Regions from separate parts of the Zea mays genome. Here region 1 is linked to region 2. Evidence: chromatin contacts called from public Hi-C data. All regions are on one chromosome and are shown on one strand. The core of a region is the stretch at or near the end of the contact, and the rest is flanking DNA. Distances in the headings are between cores, read along the strand shown.

The links. A called contact is a pair of places that touch in the nucleus more often than the background predicts.
Region 1: a contact with region 2 is called in a Hi-C map of leaf, with 5 times the contacts expected there. The contact joins the promoter of LOC100283086 here to the promoter of LOC103636256 in region 2. A contact is called at or near these places in 8 of 25 Hi-C or Micro-C datasets (ear, leaf, leaf mesophyll and 2 more).

The regions. Positions count from the first base shown.
Region 1 is chr8:162,811,782-162,816,957 of Zm-B73-REFERENCE-NAM-5.0, forward strand. LOC100283086 reads left to right here and starts at 1,272. Exons shown (of 2, transcript NM_001367099.1): 1 at 1,272-1,930; 2 at 2,014-2,715. The coding sequence starts at 1,349. The coding sequence ends at 2,568. LOC100193530 (Radical SAM superfamily protein) reads left to right here and starts at 3,183. Exons shown (of 10, transcript NM_001138641.2): 1 at 3,183-3,407; 2 at 3,501-3,576; 3 at 3,710-3,807; 4 at 3,952-4,056; 5 at 4,158-4,244; 6 at 4,314-4,430; 7 at 4,553-4,656; 8 at 4,962-5,101. The coding sequence starts at 3,207.
Region 2 is chr8:162,644,781-162,650,070 of Zm-B73-REFERENCE-NAM-5.0, forward strand. LOC103636256 (protein NETWORKED 2A) reads right to left here and starts at 2,877. Exons shown (of 2, transcript XM_008658617.4): 1 at 2,345-2,877; 2 at 1-2,282. The coding sequence starts at 2,660. LOC100285575 (ABC-type transport system involved in resistance to organic solvents, periplasmic component) reads left to right here and starts at 3,889. Exons shown (of 6, transcript NM_001413614.1): 1 at 3,889-4,135; 2 at 4,216-4,739; 3 at 5,215-5,290. The coding sequence starts at 4,248.

The sequences.
Region 1 (5,176 bases), core at 22-2,521, 170 kb after region 2:
AGGGTTCTTGATGTAGAAGATCCTAGAGGCTAGCTGAGAGAGCCTCAACGGCCGGAAGAAGGGTCCCAGCATCATGTCCCTCAGCTTGGAGGGTCTCGGTCTGAGAGCCCTGGCCCCTGTGTTAGATGACCTTATGAGTACAGACTACAGAGCTGGCTCAATTTGAAGTTTCTTTCTGCTATTGTGATCTTTGAAAATAATGTTTTGCCGGTATCCGAGCATACGACCTCTTTTTTTCCCGGACGCCTTAAAATTCCGGTTATGAACTAGTAGACCTATGGAGCTGTTTGATTCAGCCATTTTAGACCTGTAACCATTCCCTGTGACAGCTGATGCCGTTCCTTAGAGTTTGGTTAGCGCACTGCGTAATGGATAGCAGCGTTATCGGATACAAGCATGTAGAATCTCATTCCCATTCCCTACCTATCGTCATCCGATACCCTAAAAACAGAAAATGTTGCCCACAACAACCAAACAAAGGGCGGTAATCATTACTCTGCATCGGATGACACCGGTTGCTGATCCCACTGCCGTTACCGCTCCTTTCGTCCAAGCAAACAGCACCTATATTGCATCTCAGTTAAGGGTAGCAGCACCGGGGACGTATGAGGGGAGAATAAGAAAGGATGATAGTTTGCCAAGAAATGAACACAGCAAGCTGTTGTTCCTCCTCCTTTGGCATCCTCTGCCTGTCAGTAATCATGCGGTCAAAATTTAATTAGCAAGTGATCTCTAGTGGACAAGGTAGCAGAGCTGCCTGCTGTTGCTGGTGGATGGACGTGTTTGACTTGTGCAGCTGGACAGCGACTCCTTTCCTTCCTGTACAGTACGCCACGCCACTAAACAAGTCAAAAGGATGGTCTCACGGGCAGCAGCAACCAGGCCCAGGGGAGGGAACATAATTTTTTTCCCAGGGGAGGGCGCGCCACTGACGACTAATACGCATCACTGCATCAGTTCACACACGCACCAGTTCACACGACACCCTGCTCTGCTGCTTGCATAATTTATTTAGTAGTCAAAGGGGAAAACAAGAAGATATGGATCATTTTGGATTAGATATCTTGATTAAGACTTGAATATACATAAAGACGTATGAACGGGCGGGCGAAGATAGTAAGGGAAACACGGACAGAAAAGTAATAAAGATATTGGCTCTTTTAATATTAGATATATAGATATTGGTATTGAACATTGATTGATATACAGAGACGGACATGATGGGGTTTGGCGTCAATAAATAAAAGAGGAAGGGCCAGGGGAAGGAGAACGCCAAAACAAAGCTTTTGTTGTCTCTCACCTACTATTCTTCTTGCCTCCTCCCTCCACCAGCATCCCTGAGTCTGCCATGGGCAACTGCTGGGGAACCAAGATTAGCTCTGACACCGCCGCCTCCCCTTCCACATCACCGTTCCCTCGCAGCGAGGGTGAGATTCTCCGGTGTGCCAATGTCAGGAGCTTCACCTTGACGGAGCTGATGACCTCCACCCGGAACTTCCGGCCCGACAGCGTCCTCGGCGAGGGAGGCTTCGGCTCCGTCTTCAAGGGGTGGATCGACGAGACCACCTTCGCCCCGGCCAGGCCCGGCACAGGGATGGTCATCGCTGTCAAGAAGCTCAACCAGCAGGGATTGCAGGGGCACAGGGAGTGGCTGGCTGAAGTCAACTACCTGGGCCAGTTGTCTCACCCCAGTCTCGTAAGGCTCGTAGGGTACTGCCTCCAAGACGAGCAGCGCCTTCTCGTCTACGAGTTCATGCCGCGAGGAAGCTTGGAGAACCATCTTTTCAGGACCTCACGTTTCCAGCCGCTCTCCTGGAACCTACGAATCAAAGTTGCCCTGGGAGCAGCCAAGGGCCTTGCGTTCTTGCACAGCGACAAGGCCAGAGTTATCTACCGAGATTTCAAGACATCCAACGTGCTCCTGGATTCGGTAAGTATATATGTATATATATCTGAACATATAACTGAAACAAGCTCCTAACATATAACTGAGACTTTTGTGTGTGTTTTCAGAACTACAACGCCAAGCTGTCTGACTTCGGTTTGGCAAAGGACGGGCCAACCGGCGACCAGAGCCACGTGTCCACCAGAGTCATGGGCACCTACGGATATGCTGCTCCGGAATATCTCGCAACAGGTCATCTCACGCCGAAGAGCGACGTCTACAGCTTCGGCGTCGTGCTGCTGGAGATGCTGTCGGGCCGCCGCGCCATGGACAAGAACCGCCCGGCCACCGAGCACAACCTCGTCGACTGGGCGCGCCCCTACCTCAGCAGCAAGCGCCGCGTCTCCCGCATCCTGGACGACCGCCTGGCCGGCCACTACCCGCTGCCGGCCGTCCAAAGGGCGGCAGCGCTGGCGCTGCAGTGCCTCTCCGAGGACTCCAGGAAGAGGCCAACCATGGACCAGGTCGTCGCGTCGCTGCAGCAACTCACAGCCGCCCAGGACCACGACGATGCCCACCGGTCGTCGCGCAGGTACCCAAAAGATCACCGTCAGGCTGCGGCGCTCAACAACCGGAATCTGAACGCTCATCGCCGCCTGTCCGCCTTGCCTCTACCCGAGTGAACTACCATATTCATATTCGATCATCTTTTGTATCTTCACAAAAGTAGTATGTAAATCCGTGGTGAAGACCTGGGTAATTAGTGATAAAACACAACTTGATTGTTGATTAGATGTAAATGGTGGCTTCAACTTAACCGGTTTATGGAAGAGCACTCAGTCACGAGCGGAAGCAATCACGGTCTAGCAGTATGAACGACGTCGACATTCGCGCTACACCAAACCTCTAACAACATGTACACATTTAACGCGAATCACGGGCTGCCGACTCTGCTCATCTTGCCAACAATCTGCACAAAATTTAAGTGTAGATTCCCTAGCCCATTTACACATGTACTCCATCTAAGGGCTAGTTTAGGAACTTCATTTTCTCAAGTGATTTCTGTTTTTTCAAGGAAAAATGAACTAAATTTCTTTGGTAAAATAAAAATTCTATGAAAAAAATGAGGTTCCTAAACTATATCTAATCGTCATATTTCTAACGGGAGGGAAATGAAAAAAAAAGCAAACCAGAGGCGATGCCCACACATATCTCCATCTACGTGGGCCCTTTAAAGAGGCCCAAATGAAAGAAAATAACATGTGAAGGGCAAAAAAAATCTAAAGAGCCAGACTCTGCCCAATCCGTAATCCAGGATGAAATGGCTGCGCCCCAGCACGTCCGCGCCGCTCCCCTCGCACGCGCGCTCCGCGCTACCGCCACCGCCACCGCCACCGCCACCGCCTCCGTCCCCGTACCCGTTCCCGTCCCCGCCGGCATCAAGTCTCAGGGGACTTCCCGCCGCGCACTGCTCGGCCTATCGGAGCCTCAGCTCCGCCAGCTTGCCATCGATCTCGGCCAGGTACCAGACCCAATGCGCCCGGCAGGTTTTGTTTGGTTCGGTTACCTTGCCTGCCTGCCTTTGCCTTACCCGACTTTGATTCTGCCTGCGCAGCAAAGCTACCGGGGCAAGCAGCTGCACGACCTCCTCTACAAATCAAGAGCCAAGCAAATCCAAGAATTCAACCACGGTGGGTGTTACCAGCTAGGGCCTTCGATTTTTGTTCACGCACGGCACCTGCTTGCTCTTTTGCTTCCCGCAACCCAATCAACCGACAAAAAACTGTTAGGCAGTTTCTAAATCTTGACTGTTTTCACTGGCAGTGCCCAAGGCGTTCCGGGAGGCGTTGCTTGGCGCTGGGTGGAGTGTTGGCCGGTCGCCAGTGCACCACGCCGTCACAGCCTCGGATGGCACTACCAAGGTCATAGATATGACGATATGTGACAGTAAAACACCAATCAAGCAAATAGCCCTGTCCACACTGCCTTTATTATTTATCGCATGCTGCTGGGATTTCCACGTGCACTGGTCTGGGGGCTCATGACAATTCTTTCTGTTCTTGTAGATACTTCTCAAGTTGGAGGATAACCGGTTGATCGAGACAGTGGGGATTCCTGTCGATGATGACAACAAAGGCTCTTCTAGGCTCACTGCCTGTGTTTCATCACAGGTGCTGTCAGTGGATCCTCTGCTATTGGGCACTGTTATTCAAACGGTAGTATGTATGCCAATGTTTTTTCTTTTCTTTTGACACTTGTAATGCATATACAGGTCGGCTGCCCCCTTCGTTGCTCATTTTGTGCCACGGGGAAGGGAGGGTTTGCAAGGAACCTTCAACCACATGAGATTGTTGAACAGGTCCTCCCTCAGCAACCCCTCTGTCTTTCTTCATCCCTCAATGCAACGTTAAATATTATGCCATTGCAGGTGTTGGCCATCGAGGAGACGTTCAAACACAGGGTGACAAATGTTGTGTTCATGGGGATGGGTGAGCCCATGATGAACCTCAAGTCAGTTCTAGAAGCACACCAATGCTTCAATAAGGTCTGTTGACAAGTAACTAGGCTACATTCCTCTCATCCTGTTAATTTGATGCGACAATTTACCATGAATATCTTTCCATATAAGCTATAACTTTAACAAGTGCGTGGATTTCATGCTGTCAGGAACTAAAAATTGGGCAAAGGATGATGACAATATCTACAGTTGGTGTTCCAAATACAATAAAAATGCTAGCATCTCACAAGCTTCAGTCAACGCTGGCAGTCAGGTATGTTATTACGAATTTGAATATCACATACCATTAGCACTGGCGGTCAGTCACCATGCTATAGTGCAGGCCTCTTATTTTTTTGCTTGTGAAGATCCTCCAGTCACAAAACCTGAGCCCTATTTTAGCTTGTAATTTGTTAATACACTTAAGTATGATATCTGGTCACCACAATATAATTGGTTCAAGGATTTGATTGCATAACTTCTGGTTGAGCAGCAACACATAATAAGGAACCAAGAAGCAGATGCAGCATTTCCCCCCCTGTAATTTGTTGCTGACAAGTCTGTCGTATTTGAAATCAGTCTGCATGCCCCAAATCAGAAGCTGCGGGAGACGATTGTTCCTAGCGCCAAGTCTTACCCCTTGGGAGCACTAATGGATGACTGCAAGAGTTACTTCCTTGAAACTGGGCGCAGGGTATCCTTCGAGTACACTCTGCTAGGTATCAGATGATTCTATCTTTTTCAGGAGAAAATATTACTCATCGACAGTACTAACATGGCTAGAGTGGATTTCG
Region 2 (5,290 bases), core at 1,627-4,126:
CTTCGGGAGCACTGGCGTGACACGGGCCAGCAGAGACGTCTTCTTGGGCTTGGCCGGGGTGGGCTTGGCCGGGAAGAGGAACGACTGCAACGGAACATTGGACTTGTTGGAAGGTACGAGCCCCAGGTTGCTACTGCTGCCACCATGGGCAGGCGAGCTGGAGTCGCCGCCGCCGTCGTCCCCTGCTTGCTGTGGCGGCAGGCTGACGCTCTTGTGCAGCTTGGCCAGCGCCTGCTCCACCTCCGCATGGAGACCCTTGATGTGGTCCAGCCCCGCCTGCAGCTCGTCCGACACCCTGTTGTTCTCCTGCTGCATGTTGAGGATCTCCCCCTGGAACTTGGCGGCCTGGTATTGGTCGTCCAGCGCCGCCGTGATCTCCTCCTGTATGTCGCACAGCGACGCGAACCTGCACTGCAGCTCCCCCCGCAGCATCGCGTTCTGCTCCGACCACACCTGCAGCTCCGTCTTGAAGGCCCTCAGCTGCTTCTCCGTCGTCCCGTCCTGCTTGCCGCCGTCTTGGTCCTTGATGAGGTGCTGCAAGCCGTCGTGCTTGCTCTGGAACTCCTGCACCCGCTGTAGCGACGAGCTGAACTTCATCAGCAGCTCCAGGTTGTTGTCCAAGAGCGTGTCTATGTCCCTTCTGAACTTGTCTTGGAGAGGTGAGGCGTTCTCAGCGATGGTCGACAGCGTCGGGCCCTTGAGCAGGCTAATGGAGGCGTCACTTGAAATGGAAGGTCTCCTCCTGTGACCCCGGCGAGAGCAGGAGCAGCTCGTGATTTGTTCTCGGAGTGCCCGGATTTCATTCAGGCAATCCTGGTTCTTTTGCTCCATCTCTGCAAGCTTTCTCTTGGCGTCCTCAAGCAGTGAGGTCCCATGATCGTCACATGAAATTTTGTCTTGGGCAACGTCGAGCTGTTGCTCCATCTCCATGCATGATGATGATTCACTTTTGGCTGCCACGAGTGCATTGTCTGCCTCTGCATGGGGTTGTTCAGCAATCTCCTCCATAGACGACTCCGGCACGTCATGGGACGTGTGTGCAGAATCGCAAACTGGCGATAGCAGCAACTCCGACACGTCATGGAACCTGCTTATCGCTTCTACGAAATTGGAACGGATTGTGCTCTCGTCTTTGTGGAAGGAGCTTTCGAGAGCCTGAGCCCTGACAAGCTCCTCTTCTGCTTGCCTGATAAGCTTCTCGGTCAGTTCATCTGCTGATCCATCCTCCAGGCTTTGCAGGGAACTCTCCAGCTCCTTGTTTTCCTGACAAAGCCGGTCTATCTGAGAGGTTTGTGATGAAACCATGAGCTCCAAGTCAACGACCGTGTTGACGACTTCATCGATCCTCTCTGTGACTTGTGCGATGGAGATGTCGCAGCCCCTCTCAAAGTGTTCCTTGATCTTGTCAGCTACTATGTCTACCGCAACTTCTTGTTTGACATGGACACTTTCCATCGTCTCCTCCGGGCAGTGGTTCTTTCGAGTGTTTCTCTCCTCCTCCAGAGAAACAGCTGGTAGAGATCTGCCATGCTTGTTCATTATAGCCTCGAACTTGTCTCTTAGAACCCTGACCCTTTCCGATTCTCCCACCGCGCGCTGCGCAGATGCCTTGCGCTGCTCCTGCAGCCTGACGATAGTGTCTTCACAGGACTTGAGGGCAGTCGCTGTCATCAGGGCTCTGGCCTCGTCATCCTCGATCACGGCGCTTTCATCAAACTTATCTTGGAAGTGGCAAGCCTGTTCCTGCATGTCGTTGATCTCCTTCTCAAGGTCCCAGTACTTTGCGATGCCACTCTCGTAGGAGCTTTTGATAAATTCTTTCTCAGTCTGCATGACCAGTATAGCTTTCTGTAGCCTGCTGATCTCTTCCCGTGCATTCTCCTTACTGACTGCCACCAGAGGAGTGGTCTTTTCTCCTCCATCGTCCATGGACCGCCCAGGATTCTTCTTATTCTTCTTCATCATCAACCCATCGACAGTTGACTTGTGGATTTTGCGTGGATCCACTGGGGTGAACGCCTTTGGGATGTTGTCCTCCTCCTCTTCCAGCATTGCATACTGGACTTGGTCAGGAAAGGCAGTGGCAATGGTGTGGTTTGCTTTGTGTAGCTCCCCTGACATGATGTCATACCGGTCAGCCAGAGCCTTGTATGCACGGTATACTTCTTCCACCTGAGTGATCACCTCAGGTCGCCTCTTGTAGTACATCTCTGCCCTCTTCGAGAAGGAATCAGCCTCCTCCCCAAGGAGCAAGAGCATGCACTTCACCCTGTGTTCCATATCTGCGAATTCAAGGACGAATCACACAGCGCACATTAAAAATCATGCATGAATCATTCATTACCTTGGAGGTGGTTGTCGAGCCATTTTGACTGTTTGCTGCGGATGTGGCTTGCCCACCACCATGAATATGCATTGCTCGCTGCCCGCTGCAGCATCTCTTCCTCCTCCTCCTCCTCCTTCTCTTCCTCCTCCTTGTCCAAGATCCAATCTAGTGGCACCAATCTTTTCTTGGCATGATGATTATCATGCGAGAGAACAGAGGCTCGAGCATGAAAGGAGGAGGGGGGTCGTGAGGCTGATAGCCAAGTCCTTTCAAAAATAGCAAAAGATGGTGAGAGGAGGAGAACACAAACACAGCAGCAGAAGCACAAACTCATACATCAGGACATTCCTTCCCACACCTCTTCAAGTTGAAGACACATTTGTTGCCCTACGGATAAGAGCACTTTGCAAAAACACGGAGCTCACCAACAAGTACTAGCTCTCCGTTCGCCGTTGACTTTTTTCTCTAAATCTTTGACTACTCATTTTATTTTCAAAAGATGTAGTAACTTATCATTTATTTTGTTGTTGTGATTTATTTTATCACTTAAGATTATTTGAAAGTGACTTCAAATTTTAAACGCATCTAGTCCAAATAAGAGCGAGAAACTCATCATTATTAGCAACAGTGAAGATTGATATATTCTAGTAGAAGATGAGTTCACGTCGTTGTTAAAGTCTATAGATGTCGTAGTGCAGATCAACTTAGCGAGCGATACCTTAAAACCTGATTCACCCTAAACTACAAGTTCTTTAGTGGACCGAGACACTACCCCCCCCCCCCCCCTTTTGGTTCTTGAAATGTTGTGGTGGTTAGATTGGATCAAACTATCAAAGTTAAGGCCATATTAAAAGTAGAAGTTTTATTTTACTTATGTTACTCACTTTTTTTGGTCACCTTACATCAACAATCTCGATCTCTTCTCTACTATATAGCACCGATTTCTATGGTTTCACGGTAAAAATAGAAATGTAAACGAGAACAGACCGACAAATAGGAACGCTGGACACGGACGACACAAATGCGAAGGAATAACATTATGACGGAAATTTTAGTTACCTAAGAGCATCTCAAAAATCTTTCTAAATTTCACTCTCTAAATTAAAATTTGGAGAGTTATTTGTATAAAAACTACTTTGTATATCTTTATAATCTTTGATAGCTTTTCTATATGTTGTTTATATTCTACAGAGTCATTCATGTTTTTATATCTTTGGTTAGCGAGAAACCTATAATAGAAGATAACTATATTTGAATAACCATTTGAATAAATCGTCACAGAGTAGTTTTTTCAAAAAGTCCCTATCTATATCGATTAGGAAGAATATTCAAAAAGGTCCCTATTTATATGATTAGGAAGAATATAGAGAATTTGTTGGAGTTACTCTAATATTAGACATAGGTTTATAGAACAAAAGTCTACCCATTAAAAAATATTTCTAAATATAAATTTAAAATAATTATTCTTTAAATGATAGAAGATAAAGTTTGAATTTTAAAATACGTAACGGAGGGAGAGGGAGTAGCACTCTGTAATTATCCGTGAAAAAAAAGAAGGAAGCAAAACGAACATGTGGGGAAAAAACTTGGATTGAGTAGGGTGGGTTGGTCGGAAGTCCGACGGACGGGACGGGACGCGAGACGGTGCCGCACCGCCCGCCCGTTTTCTTCCTCAGCGCCGGCACGGCGGCACATCCACTCCACCGCAACTGAGCCATCTCTTCTCCTTCCTCCTCCGCGCTTCTGAATGTGAGGAGGCTTACAACGCCCGGTCCCCCCTAAATCCAAATCCAGCTTCCGCTTTGCAGGGCACGACCCCCTTCGCAACTGACTGAGTCCAAATCCAAATCCAGTTACCCCACTCAACCTCTTTTGATTTGATTTCGCAGGATCCATCCGAGAACAAGCAGCCACTTCTCCGATGCCGTCCTCAATGGCCAAATCCCTCCTCCTCCCTCCCCAGTTCGTCTCCGTCTCACCCCGCCACCCCCACCGCGCCGGATTCCCCGTCCTCAAGCCCCGCCGCGCCTCGCTGCTGGCAGCCACCGGTGGAGACGTCACGCCCGCGCCGGACGCCGACAACGGCTCCAACACCAACCCTCTCGTCGAGGTGCCCCGCGCGCTCTGGCGCCGCACCCTGCAGCCTCTCGGCGACTATGGCTTCGGCAAGCGCAGCGTCTGGGAGGGCGGCGTCGGTCTCTTCATGGTCTCCGGGGCCGCCCTCCTCGCCCTCGCCCTCGCATGGCTTAGGGGATTCCAGCTCCGCTCCCGCTTCCGCAAGTACAACACCGTCTTCGAGTTCACGCAGGCGTGTGGCATCTGCGTCGGCACGCCCGTCCGGATACGAGGGGTCACCGTCGGCTCCGTCGTCCGCGTCGACTCCTCCCTCAGGAGCGTCGATGCCACCGTTGAGGTCACCATTACACACTCCCTCTCTGTCATAGCTCGCTCACTCATTCATTAACCATCAATTCCCGTGATACTAGTACTCCTTGCATGCCTGACTAACCACAACTCGATATATCCAACCTACATTCCTTTCCTGTTCCTCAAATTGTTAATTGCATTGCCTCAGTGCTTACTCTCCGACCCAAACCTTCTTCTGATTGATAGAGGTATTTCCTCTAGTCCAACCAACTCTTCACTCACCTCTCTCCTTATTGATGATGATAACACGCAACTATCACTCCATTTCTACCATCCATATGTTCATCTATTTATAACCATCACATATCCATATTAGTCTTAAGTTTCTGCAGAGGCAGGTCTGCGTTCCTATTTCACATTACTAGCGTTTGCTAGTGATTTGGTACCCATACTTCTTTTTATTAACTTCTTCCATATTGTCTGTGTTATTGTGTTTCTAAATCTCTTTTCTTCTGTTGCAGGTTGGAGATGATAAGATCATCATACCACGGAATTCAGTGGTCGAGGTTAATCAGTCGGGTCTTCTAATGGAGACAC